Regions from separate parts of the Canis lupus genome. Here region 2 is linked to region 1. A link is a contact called in public Hi-C data. All regions are on one chromosome and are shown on one strand. The core of a region is the stretch at or near the end of the contact, and the rest is flanking DNA. Distances in the headings are between cores, read along the strand shown.

Evidence for each region. A called contact is a pair of places that touch in the nucleus more often than the background predicts.
Region 2: a contact with region 1 is called in a Hi-C map of blood, with 4 times the contacts expected there. The contact joins the promoter of IGF1R here to the promoter of LOC111094852 in region 1. A contact is called at or near these places in 4 of 9 Hi-C or Micro-C datasets (amygdala, blood and liver).

The regions. Positions count from the first base shown.
Region 1 is chr3:42,042,539-42,046,713 of UU_Cfam_GSD_1.0, reverse strand. It overlaps LOC111094852, which reads right to left and starts at 1,725. Exons shown (of 6, transcript XR_005356932.1): 1 at 1,384-1,725; 2 at 978-1,090.
Region 2 is chr3:42,178,092-42,181,846 of UU_Cfam_GSD_1.0, reverse strand. It overlaps IGF1R (insulin-like growth factor 1 receptor), which reads right to left and starts at 2,291. Exons shown (of 22, transcript XM_038532717.1): 1 at 2,088-2,291. The coding sequence starts at 2,181.

The DNA of each region.
Region 1 (4,175 bases), core at 476-2,975:
CAAACAGAGGTAGCTGATTATACTACTCCCTAGACATTTATTGATCCCCTTCTGGATGCCAGGCTCTGGGATAAAGGTTTTACAAGCATTATTTCACTTAATGCCCCTCCCCCCACGGCAACCACCCTGAGAGGTATGCCCTAGCGTGCTCCCCATGGGCCACTGTCTTCAGCTCTTTGCATATGAGAAAATCATCCAATCCTCCCAATAGCTGGAGCAAAGAGATTAAGGGGCACAGCCAAGGCTGGGTTACTCTTCCTCGGGCCTTGCTGGGTAGCAGGGTGCCACTGCCCCTCTAAACAGGGCAGTCCCTGAGATGATGAGACATCAAGGATTCAGTTATAACTTCCCCTCCCAAGTGTGGTAAAGTGTCCCTTGGACTCCACCTGCCTCAAGACACAGTCAGAGAGCAGAATCCAAGCAACTGAATGGAACCAAATGGAGACTTGGGAGTTTAATGGTGGGAAGCACTGCAGGAGGAGTGCAGAGTGGGGACTTACAGGACACGGCTGGATGGGGTGCTAGCCGATCTGGCAAGGGACAAGACAGTAGTCGTGGCTGCCACATTCCTGATCCTGTCAAGGACCCTCTCTGGCTCCTGTAATGAAGACTTGAGCTCTGGATGTCAGGGCAAACCCAGACAGCGCTTGTTCTCACTGAAGCTGGGGACCAATAAAACACTGACTGGAAAAGAAATGGTCTACAAGATTTTCTTGCTCTAATTTTCCAGGAGAAGTATACTATGTAGCAAAGCTTCTTGGAAACCTGGAAACCCCCCAAAATTGGAAGAAGCAGCTTTCTCTCTTTTACGATTTCATGAAGAGGGAGATAGAGGAAAAAACACATTTCTTGGATATAACTTTATTCACACAAACTTTCTTTAAAAAAAAAAAAGAAAAGAAAAAGAAAAAGAAGAAAACCTGGCACCAGTTCATCAAGCATGAAACTGTTACTCCATTGACTCTTTAAAAAGTTACCTGTAATTGTGTGGCCTGGAAAATTAGTTTATCTCCAGATGAGGAAACCCAAAACTGGTCTTCTGGGTGAAAATTATTGCCCCCTTCTCCCCAGGAAGCAGATGGAATGAACCCTGGGAAGGGGCAGAGTTGTTTCAGGTGGGACGCCCAGCCAAACAAAAGGGCCCCTACCAATCGCCCCAAATGGAAAATTGAAGTTAGCAACAGCTTTTCCCCCCGCCCTCACCCTGCAGGCCCCTCTTTGGGGCCCTCTGTGTAGCATCAGGTACTAGCAGCGGCTGCCCCAGAACCGCCCCCGCCCCCGCCCCCGCCGCGAGGCCTTAAAGCAGAAGCTAACGCCCCCTGCCTCCCCGGATCTCGGGGCTCGGTCCCGCCCCTGGGGAGCACCTGCAGCCACCAGCCTCACCTCCACAGGTGGTAGCTTTCGCCTGTCTTGCTGGGGAAATGCAAATCATGCTCCTGTTTGGGTTCTTTTTAAAAGATCTTCGGAGAATGACACATCTTTACTGGAGCTTTTATTCGGAGGGTCACTGGCGAGGTCATTGGGCTCCTAAAGATGGGCCAGGCCCTGGCTTTGAAGTGTGAAGGACCACGGTTCAAATCCCAGCTTTGTCTGTGTGACCTGAGCCTCTGGGAGCGAGGCGGAGCCCGGCGAGGGTCACTTCTGCGCGGCTGACGCGTTGTGACGATCGGCACAGCGGGGCGCGCCGGGCCAGCCCCCGCCTCCCTGCAGCGCCGCCGACGGGCCGGGGCCGGGGCCGGGGCGGGGGCCGGGGCGGGGGCGGGGGCCGGGGTCGGGGCCGCGGTCGGGGCCGCTCCGCCGCCCGCTCACCTGGGACGCCGCCGAGCGGGCGGGGGGGCGGGGCGCGCAAAGAAAGGGGCCCCCGGCGCTGCTAAGCTTCCTGGAGCAGCCCACCGACCTTCCTCACGCAATTTGCATCCCGGCGGCCCCTGAAAGGGACGCCCGCACCCGCCGCTGCCGCAGCAAACGGGTCACATGAAACCTGCACGGCAAAGTCACACCCTCCACCGAAGCCCATCTTCCGATGTTGCGGCTTCGACTGTCGCATTAAAAAAGGCGTTGTTAAAAAAAAATAAAATAAAATAAAAAAGGCGTTGTTTTCTTCCTCTCGCGCCCTGCCCCCGCCCCCGGCCGCCGCCGCCGCCGCCCCCGCCCCCGCCCCCGCCCCCGCCCCGGCGCGCACACAAAAGAAGCCCCGGAGACCGCGGTACCGGAACCCCGGGCTTGTTTACCGCTTCGGGCGCCTCCGCGCGGCGCTGCCCGGCACCGCCACCTGCCGGCGGGAGACGGCACCACAGCGGGAGCCGCCAGCCGCCGCGGGCCGATGACCCAACGCCGCAGGCATCCGAGGATAACCTTTCCCCTTTCTTTCCAAGACCAAATAAGGGGGCGCTTCCCTCGGCTGGCGGGCCTGCGGCGGTCAGGCCCAGGGGCGTGGAAAGGACGGTCCGGGACGCGGCGGACGGTCGGCGCAACAACCCACCGCATTGTCCCCGTGGCGGGCGGCGCTCCCCCCCCTGCTCGGGCGGGCACGGCCCGGGCCCAGGCGGGGCGCCCCCTGGGCACCCCCTGGGCACCCCCCGCCCCGCGCCCCCCGGGCAGCACCGCGGCGCCCGCCGCCCGCCCCCGGAAGGGGAGGGCCGGGGAGCCCCGGCAGCGCGCCCTGCAGTCCCCCCGCGACCCCGCGGGGCCCCCGAGCCGGGCTGGGGGCGCGGCCCGAGGGGAGCCAGGCCCGGCTGCCGGGGCTCGGGACCCGGGCATCAGCCCCGACGGAGGGCGTCGCCGGGGGCCCGCGGTGCTCGGTCACCGCAGAAACCGAGATTTGACCTATATTTTCAAATATGGCCCCGACTCTAGTTTTCCTTCTAGAAATCAAAGTGAGAGAGGCTGACCGGTTAATCTTCCTACGGCTTCGCGTTCCGGGAGGCCATCCAGAGGCTTGGGCAAGGCGGGAGGTCCCGCTGGCTGCGCGCGGACGCCGTGCCAGGGTCTCGGGGCGCCCTGGGCCAGCAGGCCGCGGCCGCCCCGCTCCGGCCTCCTGCCCACCTCAGGCCCCCGGCCCACCCACTGAGGCGGACCACAGTCGTCAAGATCTTCAGTGTGGGGGGTCCCGGGGTGGCGCAGCGGTTTGGCGCCTGCCTTTGGCCCAGGGCGCGATCCTGGAGTCCCGGGATCGGGCCCCACGTCGGGCTCCCTGCATGGAGCCTGCTTCTCCCTCTGCCTGTGTCTCTGCCTCTCTCTCTCTCTCTCTCTCTCTGACTATAATAAATAAATAAATAATAAATAAATAAATAAATAAATCTTCAGTATGCTCACCGTTTGGCTATCTCACTCTACTTCTCTCAGTTTTATCCCAGGTAGGTAACGGGGAGTACGTATCCAGATGATGGTCACAGACCTGCTTGTGACAGCAACAACAGTTGGCCGTAATTGAGCATCTACTCTGTGCTGGAAACGGTTATAAATGTTTTGTGGAGGGACGCCTCTCTGGCTCAGCGGTTTAGCATCTGCCTTTGGCTCATGTCATGATCTGGGGGTCCTGGGATCAAGTTCCGCATTTGGCTCCCTGAGAGGAGCCTGCTTCTCCCTCTGCCTATGTATACTCCGCCTCTCTGTGTGTCTCTCATGAACAAATAAATAAAATCTTTTAAAAAATGTTTTGCAGACATCTGCTCACAATATCCCTCCGCAGTGGGTATTACTAATAACCCCGTTTTATAGAGAAGGAACCTGCACTCAGAGGTTGGATTCCCAGTGAAGATCGCCCAGTCAGCCAGTGGGAGAGCCAGGATTTATGCTTGGACCGTTGGGCTCCAGAATCTGTGCCCTTGACCGCAACACTAAATGTTTATCAATGGGGATTTGATTAATTTAGAGTACATCCGTATAATGGAATACTCTCCAGCCACTTAAATGGTGATGTAGATTGGGAATAATTGGCATGGAAAAATGTCCATGACATATTGTTGAGTGAAAACAGCTGGTTAGACAACAGCCTGCATAACTGGTTCCCTGCAGCTGTGCAGAAGGGCACGTGGCAGTGCTAACTGTGGTCACCTGGAGGTGGTAGGATTTCAGGTGGTGAATTCCACAGGTATGTTTCCTGTATTGTTGAGCCCTTTCTGGAAATGAGTGTATATTATTTTCTAGTAAAAAGAGGTATTTTATTAAGAAAA
Region 2 (3,755 bases), core at 1,042-3,541, 130 kb before region 1:
TTTATTTCCATCAGCTAAGTCTTCCAGCACCTTTCTGACTGAAAAGTGAACACAGGCTAACACTGAGCTTATCATTTTCTCTTGAAAACTCCAAAACCATGAGAAGGAGCAGACGCTGAGTGAGGACTTGGACAAACCAAATCAGGACTCCGGGTGCCTTCTGGCCATCCATCGGGTTTTCAGGAACCAACAACTTTCAGGGGATCCTTGAGAAAAACTCTGGTCTCTCAGTGTCATGAAAAATGCCTCTTCTCCCCCTATTTTCTTCAGAAGGAGTCGGCTTTTCACAAAGAGTATTTTTCATGAAAATCGCTCCAAACAAGAAGACATCCTATTTTAAAATGCCCGACTCCTTCCTCGAGAAGCAGGGCCATCCCTGGTGTCGTGAATTTCGGAACTTACTAACATTAAAAAAAACTAGAGACATCACGCGTTTCAGTAGCATGCCATAAAAAGAATGGATTGGCTCTCCTGTGGCTTCTCAACTGTAGTTAGCTTTTAGAGGCTAGAAACCCTCTCCTGTCCCCCCAAACACCATCTGTAATCCTTAGAAGGGAGCCGAAAGCCTTTCGTCCAATCCAGGGAGCCGAAAGTTTAGAAAACAAAGAGCAGGAGAGCTCAGATTTGGGGAAGGTCCGGCCTCAATCTGAGGCTTACTCCATGTAGTAAACACTAATTCTTTAAAAGAAATCTCCTCTTACTCCATCATGGACTCATTTCTTACAAAACACTTAAAGAAGGGACTGTTTACACAAACAGCCCTTCCGAATCGCGCCCCACCCCCCCGCCGCCGCCTCCCGATTCCCCCCCTCGCTCTTCGAGGCTCAGTCGTGATTTTTTTTCAAAGCTAATTGGCACCACCTGCATACCGTCGGCAAACATTACTCACCAACACACCCTCACCGTTCCCAGCCCCGGTTCTCCGACTGCATGTAAAGTTTAATCGTGCTCAAATTACCCTACCACCGCCAATAGGTCAGTAAAGCACGCTTCAGGCTTTTCGGAGTCCGGAGCCCCCTCCCGTCTCCTCCCTGCACTCACCGTGGGGCCCTAAGTCCTCCCTCGCTCGCTCGCACTTCCCTACCCCTGTCCCACGCTCCCAAAGCAAAAGCTATCAGATTGCAAGTGATAGCGCGTGTGGAGCGATACTGCTTATTAACTTCGTACAAAGGAAGTGCGGGGCGGGGGAGGTAGTGCCGCACAACTCCGGCCACGAACCCAGAACAAAACCCCGTCGCGTCCCCCGCCCGCCCCCGCCGCCCCCGCCGCCCCCGCCGCCCCCGCGGCTCCGCGCACCACACCCCGCGCCCAGGGCCGGGCGCCCAGGTGTGCCCGAGCGGCCCCGCGTCCGAGCACGTGGGTGCGGACGCACGGCGGCTCCGACCGCACACCCAGCCCCGCCGGGACCCAGGAGAGGCGTCCGCCGCCGGGGAGCCCCCGGGCTGCGCAGAGTCCCAGGACCCTGTGGACGCGCTCCCCGGGAAGGCCTGGACGATGCAGACCCCCGACCTTGCAGGGGAGGAGGGGGTTCCCAAGCGGGAGGCCTGCCCCCAACCCCGCGGCCGCACGCACCGAGCAGCTGGGGAACGCGCCGACGAGCGGACCAAAGTGACGGGAAGGGCGGGCCAGGAACCCACACCGCCCGAGGGGCAGAGCGCGCCGGCTGCGAGAGCCGCGCCGGGAGGCTGGAAACGTGTCCCGGGGCTGCGGGGCCTCTCCCGGAGCGCCCCCGCCCCGCAGCCCGGCCCCCGCCGCGCGGGAGCTGTCACCGCCGTCTGCGCGCCGCGCGGGGCCGGGTGGGGGGTGTGCGCGGCGGGGCCCGGGCCGGCGCGAACTTCCCCGACGGAGTCCCGGCGCGGGCTGGGCCGCGGGGCAACGAGCGCCGCCCGAGACCGACACCCGAGACCGACACCCGAGACCGAGACCCGCGGCCCGCGAGGCGGCCCTTCCCGCGCGAGGGCGCGCCGAGCCCCGCACACCCCCGGGCCCGACAGCTGCGACCGCGGCAACTCGGGTTTCGCAAACAGGGCGCAGCCCCTCGGAGGGAAAGTTCCCGCAGTGGCCGCGGGCGGCGGGCACATACTCACTTTCTCCACTCGTCGGCCAGAGCGACAGCGCGGCGGAGAGAAACACGAGCCCCCACAGCGAGGTCGGGGACCCTCCTCCGGAGCCAGACTTCATTCCTTTTATTTGGGACGAAATTCCCCTCTCTCAAAAAAAATTTTTTTTTCTTTAAAAAAAAAAAGAAAAAAAAAGGAAAAGGAAAAAGAAACAGGAAAAAAAAAAAAAAAAACGGGAAAGAAAAAGTCTCCAACTCAGTCTTCGCCCCCCCCCCCCCCAAAACGGGCGAAGGAAACAATACTCGGCAGGCGGCGCCGGCCGGGGACCCTCCGGGCGCGGGGCGGGCGGGCGGCGGCCGGGGCGGCCCCTCAGCGCCGGCAGCCTCGGCCCAGGGCTCGGCGGAGTCGGGAACCCGAGGCGCTCCGGGGCGGGCTGTCGGCGTCGTCGGCCTCCATTTTCAAACCCAGAGAGGCAGGAGGGGGGGAAACTGCACGGAAAGGGGGCAAAGCCCAAATTCGTCTCGGCGGAGAAAAACAAACCCGACCCCAGGCGGAGGGGTGGCCGTCCGACAGCCGAGCCTCCGCGGCGGGAGGGCGCGACGCAGTTGGCGAGACCGCCCCGAAGTCCGGGTCGCGGGCGAGGCCGGCCGGGGGCAGAAATGCGGAGTAAAAATGAATGAGCGGCTCCCCCTCCTCCTCCGCTCGCCGCCGCCTCCTCCCTCAGCGCCGCCGCCGCCGCCGCCGCCGCCGCCGCCGCGAGCTCCTTCCCAAATCCAGAACACACACAAAGCGGCGGGCCGGCCGCGCCGCGCTCAGCACTCCCGCCGCGCCGCCCGGGCTCCGCGCCGGCCCCCGCCCGGCCCCCGCCGGCCCCCGCCGCCGCCCGCCGCCGCCCGCCCGGCCCCCGCTGCCGCCGGCTCCGCGCGCGGGGGCTCCGGCTCGCTGAAGGTCAAAGCCGAGGCGCGCCACGCGCCGTGCAGCTCCCCTCGCGCGGGAGGGGCGTGGAGGGCCCGGGCCCGGGAGCGGGGCCGAGGGTCTGCAAGCGCTGGGCACGGGCGCGCCGGGGGCAGGCGAGCTGGCGGCGTCCCTCTCGCTCGCTCGCCTCTCTCGAGTTCGCCTGGTGCGCTCGCTCCTCCTCGGGTTTTTTCTTTTTTTTTTTCTTTTTTTTTTTTTTTTTTTTTTTTTTTTCCGCTCAGCGGAGTTAATGCTGGTAAACAAGAGCCTCAGCCTCGCCGCGCCGCTGCCGCCGCCGCCGCCGCCGCCGCTGCCACACACTGGGGGCTCGCGCGCGCGAACTCTCGGGGCCGCGCACACGCTCTCGCGCGCACTTCGGAGCGGCCACAGCCGCAGCCGCGGCGCGCCCAGGGCCCGGCCCAGGCCGGCGCGCGCCAAGAGCCGGAGCCCGGGATTCCCGGGACGTGCGGAGCGGAGCCCGGGCGTGGGGTGCGAGGCTGCGAGGCGCCGCCCCCGCCCCCCGCCCCCCGCCCGCGCCCGCGCCCGCGCCCGCGCCGGCACCCGCGCGCGCGCGCCCACACGCTCTCGCCCCCACCCGCACTGCGCCGGCCACCCTGCACGCGCCCTCCCCTCCCGCAAGACTCCAAAAACAATGCCCCCGGCGCCGGCCCGGGCTCGGCGGAGGGGCAGGCTGGGGAGCAGAGGAGGAGGGGAGGGGAGGGGGCCGGAGGGGGCGGGGTG